2 separate regions of the Sus scrofa genome follow, and region 2 is linked to region 1. A link is a contact called in public promoter capture Hi-C data. All regions are on one chromosome and are shown on one strand. The core of a region is the stretch at or near the end of the contact, and the rest is flanking DNA. Distances in the headings are between cores, read along the strand shown.

Region 1 (4,509 bases), core at 555-3,054:
AAAAGGGAAGTTCTGATGCAGGAATGCACCCTGAGGTAATTATGCTCAGTGAAATAAGGCTTTGAAAACAAAGGACATGCATGATTTCATTTACATGAAGTACCTGAAGTAGTCACATTCAGAGACAGAAAGCAGAAAGGTGACTGCCAGGGGCTGGGGGTGAAGGGCAGGTTGGGAAGTTAGTGTTTAACGACTACAGAGTTTCAGTTTGGTAAGATGAAAAAGTTATGGAGATGGATGTTGGTGATAGGAACCATGAGGTTTCAGGTTCAATCCCTGGCCTTGCTCAGTGGGTTAAAGATCCAGCATTGCCGTGAGCTGTGCTCCAATCTTTCGTGGCTGTGGCTGTGGCGTAGGCCAACAACTACAGCTCCAATTAGACCCCTAGCCTGGGAACTTCCATATGCCACCGGTGCGGCCCTAAAAAAGGACAAAAGACAAAAAAAAAAAAAGGGGGGGGGGAGTTAGGATAAACTTCAGGGGTTCCCACTACAGCTCAGGCTCAGGGGGTTATGGACCCAAGGATGTCTGTGAAGATGGGGGATGCGAGCCCTGGCCTGGCTCGGTAGGTTAAGGACCCCCTATTGCCGCAAGCTGCAGTATAGGTCACAGGTGCCGCTTGGATCCGGTTCTCCTGGCTGTAGCATAGATCCCAGGTGTGGCTGGGATTCCACTCCAAGCCCGGGAACTTCCATATGCTGCAGATGCGGCTGTAAAGAGAGAGAAAAAAAAAGATAAATTTCATATTACATGCATTTTGCCACCATTTAAAACTTCTTACAATAATAGTTCACTAAGATTGCACATATAAACAATTATAACTTACCCCTAACACCTACGCACCATGCCCACACTAATTAAAGAAACAACCTGAAGTCTCCACAACTCTAACAAATACAGTTAACATGTTAACCTAAGGATGTCATTCTTGGATCAGTGTTGAAGGACTCTGGAATCCACCAGGGCTTCAACATCGCAGGACGATGGGGATGCGGGGACAAGCAGGGGGTTAAGAGAGGATGAAGATGAGAAAGTGTATGTCTAACTGGCAAAGCTCCTACGGCACAAAACAGAGTGGTTGAGAGCTTGGGGAATCAAACTAAGTCAGCTCCGTGAGAATCCCGGCTGTAAGTAGGTCATAAACTTCTCCCAGCTCCAAGCAGACCGGACAAAGGGACAAAGTTACACTTGTAAGGCCTTTCGTGTTTTAAGACGCTTGCGTATTCTCTCGTTCACTTCTTCCACGCACGATCCAGAAGCAGACAGGGTCAGGGCGTGGGTAAAGCCAACAACCAAGGCACACACCTCCTAACCGCCCTGCCTGGGAACGCGAGCCCTTCCCAACTCCCAAGCTCAGGGCATCACGCGTGGGTTGTGAGCCCTCGTCCAACCCGGCGCTGCGCGGGGCCCCGGGTTGGGGAAGTGGGAGGGGCGGGCCGGACGGTTCCCGGGGCGGCTTCTAAGAGGAAGCAAGGCGCGGGGTGGTTTGCTGTTACTGGGAAGCACCCGGCGCGGGGAAACAGGTGGACCGGGGTAGAGGCCCCCCGCCCCCACCACCCCGCCCCCGCCACAAACGCTCGTGCATCAGGGAGCAGGGGGTCGACCTGGAGTTCGGGCCCAGATCAGGGGGCGCGCCTGGGAGGTGAGGCTGCGCTGGGTTCCACCGGGGAGATTCGTACCCTTGATAATGAGGTGCGCTGGCGAGCTTGTGGTCCCCAGTGAGTCCCTCTTCCTGCCGCCGCCGCCGCCGGCGCCCGAGGGGGCCTCACAACCCGTGGGGTCTCCGTCCCTCCGCCACTCATCCCGACCAGCTCCGCCCACCCGCGGGTGACGCTGCGCATGCGCAAAGCTGAGCGGCTGGCTTTCCTGGCGCGCAGTTCTTAGCGTCATCAAAGGGCGTAGGGGAAGCTGAGTCTACCCAGCTGGCGGTTCCGGGAAGGCACCTGTGGTGTAGTTAGGGACGCGACCATGAAGAAGCCGGTGCCGCCATGCTGGATTAGGGCAGATGCTCTGGGACTAGGAATAGGAAGGTGCCTGAAATGAGAGCTAAACGTATTCCTCCATAAACCTGCTGGAATTTGTGTTAGGTTTGAGGAGAAGGACTCCAGTCGCAGAATAATATTAACAATAATGGTATAAATATATTACCTATATCATTACGTGCCACCAGTATTGTATAGATGTTGACGTGTGTTCATTGCCACTTTGGGGAACAGTGTTGGCACTTCTTTCTAACAAATGAAGAAAGGAGGTTAGAGATTAATGCTCCCAAATCACTTCTCAAACTCATTCATTGCCATGTGAGGAGTAAAAGGAGTTCCTGTGGGGGATCAGCGGTTTAAGAACCCTACAGTATCTATGAGGATTGGGGTTCCATCCCTGGCCTCGCTCAGGGGGTTAAAAGATCTACATCGGGGTGAGCCAAGGTGTAGGTCGCAGTAGGCTCAGATCCCACGTGGCTGTGGTGTAGGCCGGCAACTGCAGCTCAGATTCCTCCTCTAGCCTGAGAATTTACGTATGCCGCAGGTGGCCCTAAAAAAAAAAAAAAAAGAAATATATGTTCTTGGCATTTGTAATTATAAAAATCTCATCTAGTTGTTATATGGACTAAGATAAAATGCAAGTAATTAGGAAAGGGGCCGTTTTGCTAGGCTGCTTTAATTCGTAGTTGTGAAAAGACAATTACGCTGTTGCCATGTATCTAGCGCTGCTATTTGGTAAGCTCCATGAAGTTCATCTTGAATTCTCAACAAGTCTTCACGCCTGTTCAAAGGGCAGACAGCACAACTCTGCAGTGACTCCTTTATCTCCTGGGCTTATCCGTGGTTCTAAGAATCATTTCTTAATCCCTGCCCTTCTCCCTCCTCTCTTCATGCAGTTCTTACCCTGTAGGGTCTTGCAGTCACCAACATTTATAATCGAGGGCCTGTAAATGATGGGATGGAGGAAGGTGCAACACAAATATGGGACACCTGGGGGCAGGAGGGGCCAGGAAAGACTTCCCAGAGGAGGTCTGTTTTGTCCTCCCTCCTGGAATGAGGAAATGTTAGCCAGGTGGAGGTGGGATAGAACTTGGGAGTTTTCCAGCAGAAGAAATAACAAAGAGGTATAAAATACACGCGTTAATAAATACTATGTGAACTTGGTTAATTGTTGGGTTTAGCTAGTTGTTGGGTCTAGCTTCTAACTTTTCATCTCCCTCGCTTTGGCAACAACCTATAGAAAATTTAAGGATTTTAAAATGATTCATTATGCACCCCACTTCTAGGCACTTCTTAACTCAAATTTTCTCCTACACCTGCAAGACTAAATTCTCTCTAAACGTGTCTTCTGAGTGTCTTTGAACTACTGACAAACCTGGGAGGGCTCACTCTAGTACACCGAGACTGCTTTCCTCACATTATCATGGTTGTTAAAAATGCAGTCTGGGTTCTGCTTCCTAAAGCTCTCTTTCAGTAGTTCGGGGGTAGTAGCTGCTTCCTCACTTTCCCAATTGCCAGTTGGTCAGGATACTCATGATAACAGAACTGCAGGTGCAGTTGTTCAGACTTTGGGATCAGACAGAATTGGGTTCAATTCTGGCTGTGACACTTGCCTGAAGTTCCTTTTCTATAAAATGGCACGAAAACATCCATATTATACAGCTGATAAAGAAGATAATACCTGGAGTTCCCGTTGTGGCGCAGTGGTTAACGAATCCGACTAGGAACCATGGGGTTGGGGGTTCAATCCCTGGCCTTGCTCAGTGGATTAACGATCCGGCGTTGCCGTGAGCTGTGGTGTGGGTTGCAGACGTGGCTCGGATTGCTGTGGCTCTGGTGCAGGCGGGCAGCTATAGCTCCAATTAGACCCCTAGCCTGGGAACCTCCATATGCCACAAGTGCAGCCCCCGAAAAGGCAAAAAGACAAAAAAAAAAAAAAAAAAAAAAAAAGAAAGAAAGAAAATAATACCTGTAAAATATTTCGTCCAGTGTGTGGCACATATCAAATGCTCAATAAATTTTATGATTTCAGTAACTTCCTCTATCTCCTTTTAAAAATTTTTTAAATTTTATTATTATTTTTTAAATGATCCACACCCACAGCACATAGAAGTTCCCTGGCCAGGGACTGAATTCGAGCCCCAGCTGCAGCAATGCCAGATTCTTTAACCCACTGTGCTGGGCCAGGGATCAAACGCAGGCCTCTGCAGCAACCTGAGCCACTGCATTGGGATTCTTTTTTTTTTTTTTTTTTTTTTTTTTTTTGTCTTTTTGCCATTTCTTGGGCTGCTCCCGCGGCATATGGAATTTCCCAGGCTAGGGTCTAATCGGAGCTGTAGCTGCCAGCCTATGCCAGAGCCACAGCAACTTGGGATCCGAGCCGCGTCTGCGACCTACACCACAGATCACGGCAACGCCGGATCCTTAACCCACTGAGCAAGGGCAGGGATCGAACCCGCAACCTCATGGTTCCTAGTCAGATTCGTTAACCACTGCGCCACGACGGGAACTCCTGCATTGGGATTCT
Region 2 (4,671 bases), core at 1,754-4,253, 2.0 Mb after region 1:
AGTATAGTTGATGTGCAAGGTTTCAGGAGCATGGCAAAGTGATTCAGTGATACATATGTTTATTCTTTTTCTTTTTTTGATTTTTTTTAGGGCTGCACCTGTGGCATGTGGAGGTTCCCAGGCTAGGGCTCTAATCGGAGCTGTAGCCACTGGCCTATGCCAGAGCCACAGCAACACCAGATCCGAGCCGCATTTTTGACCTACACCACAGCTCTCGGCAACGCCGGATCCTTAACCCACTGAGCGAGGCCAGGGATCAAACCCACAACCTCATGGATGCTAGTTGATTCTGAGCCACAACAGGAACACCCTACAAGTAACTTTTCGAAATAGAGCTGTTGTCTTTTCTGGGTATACGCCCAGGAGTGGGAAGCTAGATCATATGCCAGCTCTGTTTTTACGTTTTTAAGGAACCTCCATACTTCTTATTGGCTGCACCAGTTTATATTCCCAGCAACAGTGTAGGAATAGTTCCGGAAAAATTTCTTCAAAGATGTGCTGAACAATAAAGGCTTCTGAGTGGAAGAAAGAGCACGTTTTTAAGCTGGCTCAGGGGAGGGTACACACGTCTAGCCTCATTAATGGGCTGGTTCGGGAGTAACTGCTTCCAGAGTGGGCCATGAGTTGCAGTTGCAAGGCCTGCACTTGTCAATCGTATCCTCGCCTGTAATCACAGGCAGCGAGAGATGGCTGAGCTGTTTAGTCTCAGCAGGAGGAAGAAAAAAAAAAGAAGGGCCTGATGTCTCTTCTGGATAAACAGGTCTCATGGCCTAATAGGAAGGAAAGGGAGCAAGTACCAGCTTTCCCCTGTTACAAAATTTTTTCCTTTGTTTTTTTTTTTTTTAATTCTCCTATAAGGATTTGTTAATACCCAAGGACAGCGAAAAGGGCAGACAGGAAAAACAGCTCTATTTCCAAACCATGCTGTTTTAAGCAACAGAACGAATACCAAAAAAGGATGATGAAAGATCCTAAGTTGGCGAATGTCTATATTTCTCAATATAGTGACATTATTAATGTCTGTCCCCTAAGCCTGTATAAATTTGAACTCCTTCGTCGTTGGCCAGTTGGGTATAATAATGTAAACAGGCTCTGTTGGCCGAATTAAGTCATGTATCTGAACACACTGTCAAACTGCAGATATTTAGAATATTTTAATCTTCGTTCCAAGCCAGAAGGCTTTGCCAAACTAGATACTGAAATTACCTTCTGTGGTGTTCAAACAGGATATGCAATAACCTAATATTTGAAGGTATTGTTTGGAAGAAAAACGAAGCTTCGGATTGATTTTTGCATTATCATGGATGTTAAGTCACCCTCTTTGCTCCCTAGGCACACTAAAAGTTGGACTGATCTGCTCCATTTTCTGTTTCCACTTTAAGAATACAATGGTGGGTTCTATAGAGAGTTGACTTGTGGTGCATCTTACAGAAGGAGGAGGATTTCTCAAAGGAGAGGGAAAAATAATGTCCAAGCTGGAAACATGAATAATGGAAGCAATGAACGTTAGAAAGAAACTCATCTGTGGTTCAAGAGGTGGTGTGTTGGGAGTTCCCGTCATGGTGCAGTGGTTAACGAATCTGACTAGGAACCAAGAGGTTGCAGGTTCAATCCCTGGCCTCGCTCAGTGGGTTAGGGATCTGGCGTTGCCGAGAGTTGTGGTGTAGGTCAAAAATGCGGCTCAGATCTGGTGTTGCTGTGGCTCTGGCATAGGCCAGTGGCTACAGCTCCGATTAGACCCCTAGCCTGGGAACCTCCACATGCCGCAGGTGCAGCCCTAGAAAAGGCAAAAGGACAAAAAAAAAAAAAAAAAGAGGTGGTGTGTTGTTCAGGCAGAATATAGATGGATGCCTTGAATCAGGGGGCCATGGCACTGGTGTTCTAACTCTGGGGAAAGCGAAGGAATATTGTTCTAGGAATTTCATTACTAGCAGGGTAGAGGTTTCTCCAAAGGGAGGAGAGGAAGAGCATTTAAGGCCATTTTTTTCTTCCTGGGGTGTTGGGGGGGGGGATGCTCAGTCTCTCCTCTACAGGATGGGAGCTCAGAGGGGTTACATTTGACAGGTGAGGGGAGAAGAGAAGGCATGCAGTCATTGCACTGGTGTTTTAGAAGTCATTTGTAAATAAAACATGCAAGTTCCCACTGTGGCTCAGCCAGGAAAGAACCCAATGTAGTGTCCGTGAGGAGGTGGGTTCGATCCCTGGCCTCCTTCAGTGGGTTAAGGATCCAGCATTGCTGCAAGCTACAGTGTAGGTCATGGATGTGGCTTGGATTCGGTGTTGCTGGGACCTAGGCCAGCAGCTGTGGCTCCAGTTCAACCCCTGGCCCCGGAAGGAAGGATGGACGATTTTAAAAGTAAAACATGTTGCTCTACATTTTAAAAAGAGAGCAGGTGTTAAGAAAGAAAGATTGAAAATAAGAGCATTCTAAGTTAAAGAGCCTGATGCGCTTCAGCTAAAACACTGCAATTTACCAACAGGGAAAAACAACATTCCTTTCCCACTTGGCTCAATAAGCTTGACGGGCAGGTATAAACACTTCTCTGAGTGTGTTCTCTGAGTGGTGACAACCTGAATGCCCTTTAGCTCCCCAGATCTGAATATCATCTGTGCCAGGATTCATGTGCTTCCCAGTGAGGTTTCAAGGTCTCAGCTAAATTGGGGGATGGAGGTCAGGATTCGCTCCTGTGACTCGGCCATCCTGTGATGGAACCAAAGTGGGGTCCACTCACCCCTGCTCAGAAGAGTCCATCTACTGACACCGGGTTGTGGTGAAGAAAAATGCAGCAGTTTCTGCACAAGGAGGACAGGCGGTTTGTGCTCAAAAGCCTCAAACTCCGGGAAGGTTTGGGGGAGACCTTTTTTTTTTTTTTTTTTTTTTTTTGCTATTTCTAGGGCCGCATCCGCGGCATATGGAGGTTCCCAGGCTAGGGGTCGAATCGGAGCTGTAGCCGCCGGCCTACGCCAGAGCCACAGCAACGCGGGATCCAAGCCGCATCTGCAACCTACACCACAGCTCATGGCAACGCCGGATCGTTAACCCACTGAGCAAGGTCAGGGACCGAACCCGCAACCTCATGGTTCCTAGTCGGATTCGTTAATCACTGCGCCACGATGGGAACTCCGGGAGACGTTTTTTATAGGCAGAATTTGGGGCGAGGGGCTGCAGGGTGTGTGATTGGCTGGTGGGGGGGAACAGGGCGTTGCTCCACGAATCAGGCGCTTAGTGGGAAGTTGCCATCCTCCGCCTGGGTGGGGGCTTGAGTTCCAGCAGAAGAACTCAGAAATATTGTCATGTATATTTCCTGAGGAGGAACCAGAACCCTGCCCCAAGGCTCTGAGATTATTTCTTAACTGCCCCCCCCCTTTGTTTCTACGTTCCCTCCCTTCCCTGATTAGCAGCTGTGTGCATCTGCCCTTTGGAACTCAGGGGAGGTCAAGGGGGTTGGATGAAGCCTTTTTCCTTCTAGGAAAAAATGGGGAACACTGAAAGGATTTCTACCAGGACCCCACTGAGTCCTGCTCCGTGTCCATCTTATGACAGGCACCATGGCGGACGCTAGAGGTGGAAGGAGAGGGGCTGTCACCTCATCTCTAAGTCACAAGACCAGGAGCCCTGCAATTTCAGATCCCCTAGGACTGGAACTCCCGTAAGCTCCGGCTTTAGAAAAGAGTAGGGCGGGGCTCAGAAGCATCACAAAAGAGCCCGATGGGTGAGGTTTTGTTTTCTATCTTGTCACCTCCATCACTTTTCTCATCCAAAGGGCGTATTTGAGAAGGGAGGCTACCGGTGCCCTGTGGAGTGTTCTGGAAGAGTCGGGGGACCCGGCTGTGGCTCTTTGCCAGGAGCAACCAGCCGGGGTTGGGGGGGGCGGGGAGCACCGCAGCCTGTCGGATGACTAGCCGGAAATGGCACGCCTGCCAGAACACATCATTTCAACTTTGCTTTACTGTACTTATTCCCTGAATGACAGTAACGGGGGGGGGGGGGGGAACCTTGGGAAATGAGAGAAAAGGGATCGGAGAAACTAAATCTGCGAGGGAAAAAGGAATTACCAGAGTTTTAGTGGAACAGCCAGCCCCTGCGAGCTGGAGCTGGAGGGAGGGAAAAGGCTGGGCTTAAGCAACCTGCTATTGGGATTTAGACAAAGGCGGTTTGAGAGGCAGAGGACGACGAGGCGGGATCAGTTGCTAATATCAACATGGGGAGAAAGCCAGCTGCTGGACTCCGGGGGATGACACCGAATCCGATCACCGCGTTTCCTTCAGCGCAGGAATTGCTGGAGTATGTACCAAAATAAGAACTCAGAGAAAAAAGTAAGTTTGGGAAAGGACTTGCAGATTCTGACAGTCTTTGAAATCTTACTCCTCTTGGAGGCATGACTTCATTGATGCGTTTCCTCTTTATAGCTTCTGTCTCTTGTGTAATCATTTTTATCGTGTTCTATGCGTTTCATTTTGGGGGAGAGCAAAGCTTCCAGAGGCTAAATAACTCAGACCCTCTGATGCTGAGTCAAGTTTGCACATCCTCCATCAAAGGCAAAACACCTTTCCTCTGGAGAGACAGACTAACGATCTATGAGAAGTCTTCTTGCAAGGAATACCTGACCCAAAGCCACTATATCACGGTGCCTTTATCTAAAGAAGAAGCTGACTTCCCCTTGGCCTACA

The links. Promoter capture Hi-C pulls out the DNA fragments that hold promoters and counts their contacts.
Region 2: a contact with region 1 is called in a promoter capture Hi-C map of fetal liver, with 5 times the contacts expected there. The contact joins the promoter of LOC102157807 here to the promoter of BLOC1S5 in region 1. A contact is called at or near these places in 1 of 5 promoter capture datasets (fetal liver) and 1 of 2 datasets of contacts at active chromatin or transcription factors (alveolar macrophages).

The regions. Positions count from the first base shown.
Region 1 is chr7:5,361,542-5,366,050 of Sscrofa11.1, forward strand. It overlaps BLOC1S5 (biogenesis of lysosomal organelles complex 1 subunit 5), which reads right to left and starts at 1,805. Exons shown (of 6, transcript NM_001098591.1): 1 at 1,779-1,805; 2 at 1,680-1,776. The coding sequence starts at 1,802.
Region 2 is chr7:7,356,424-7,361,094 of Sscrofa11.1, forward strand. LOC102157807 (N-acetyllactosaminide beta-1,6-N-acetylglucosaminyl-transferase-like) reads left to right here and starts at 3,004. Exons shown (of 1, transcript XM_005665563.3): 1 at 3,004-4,671. The coding sequence starts at 4,380.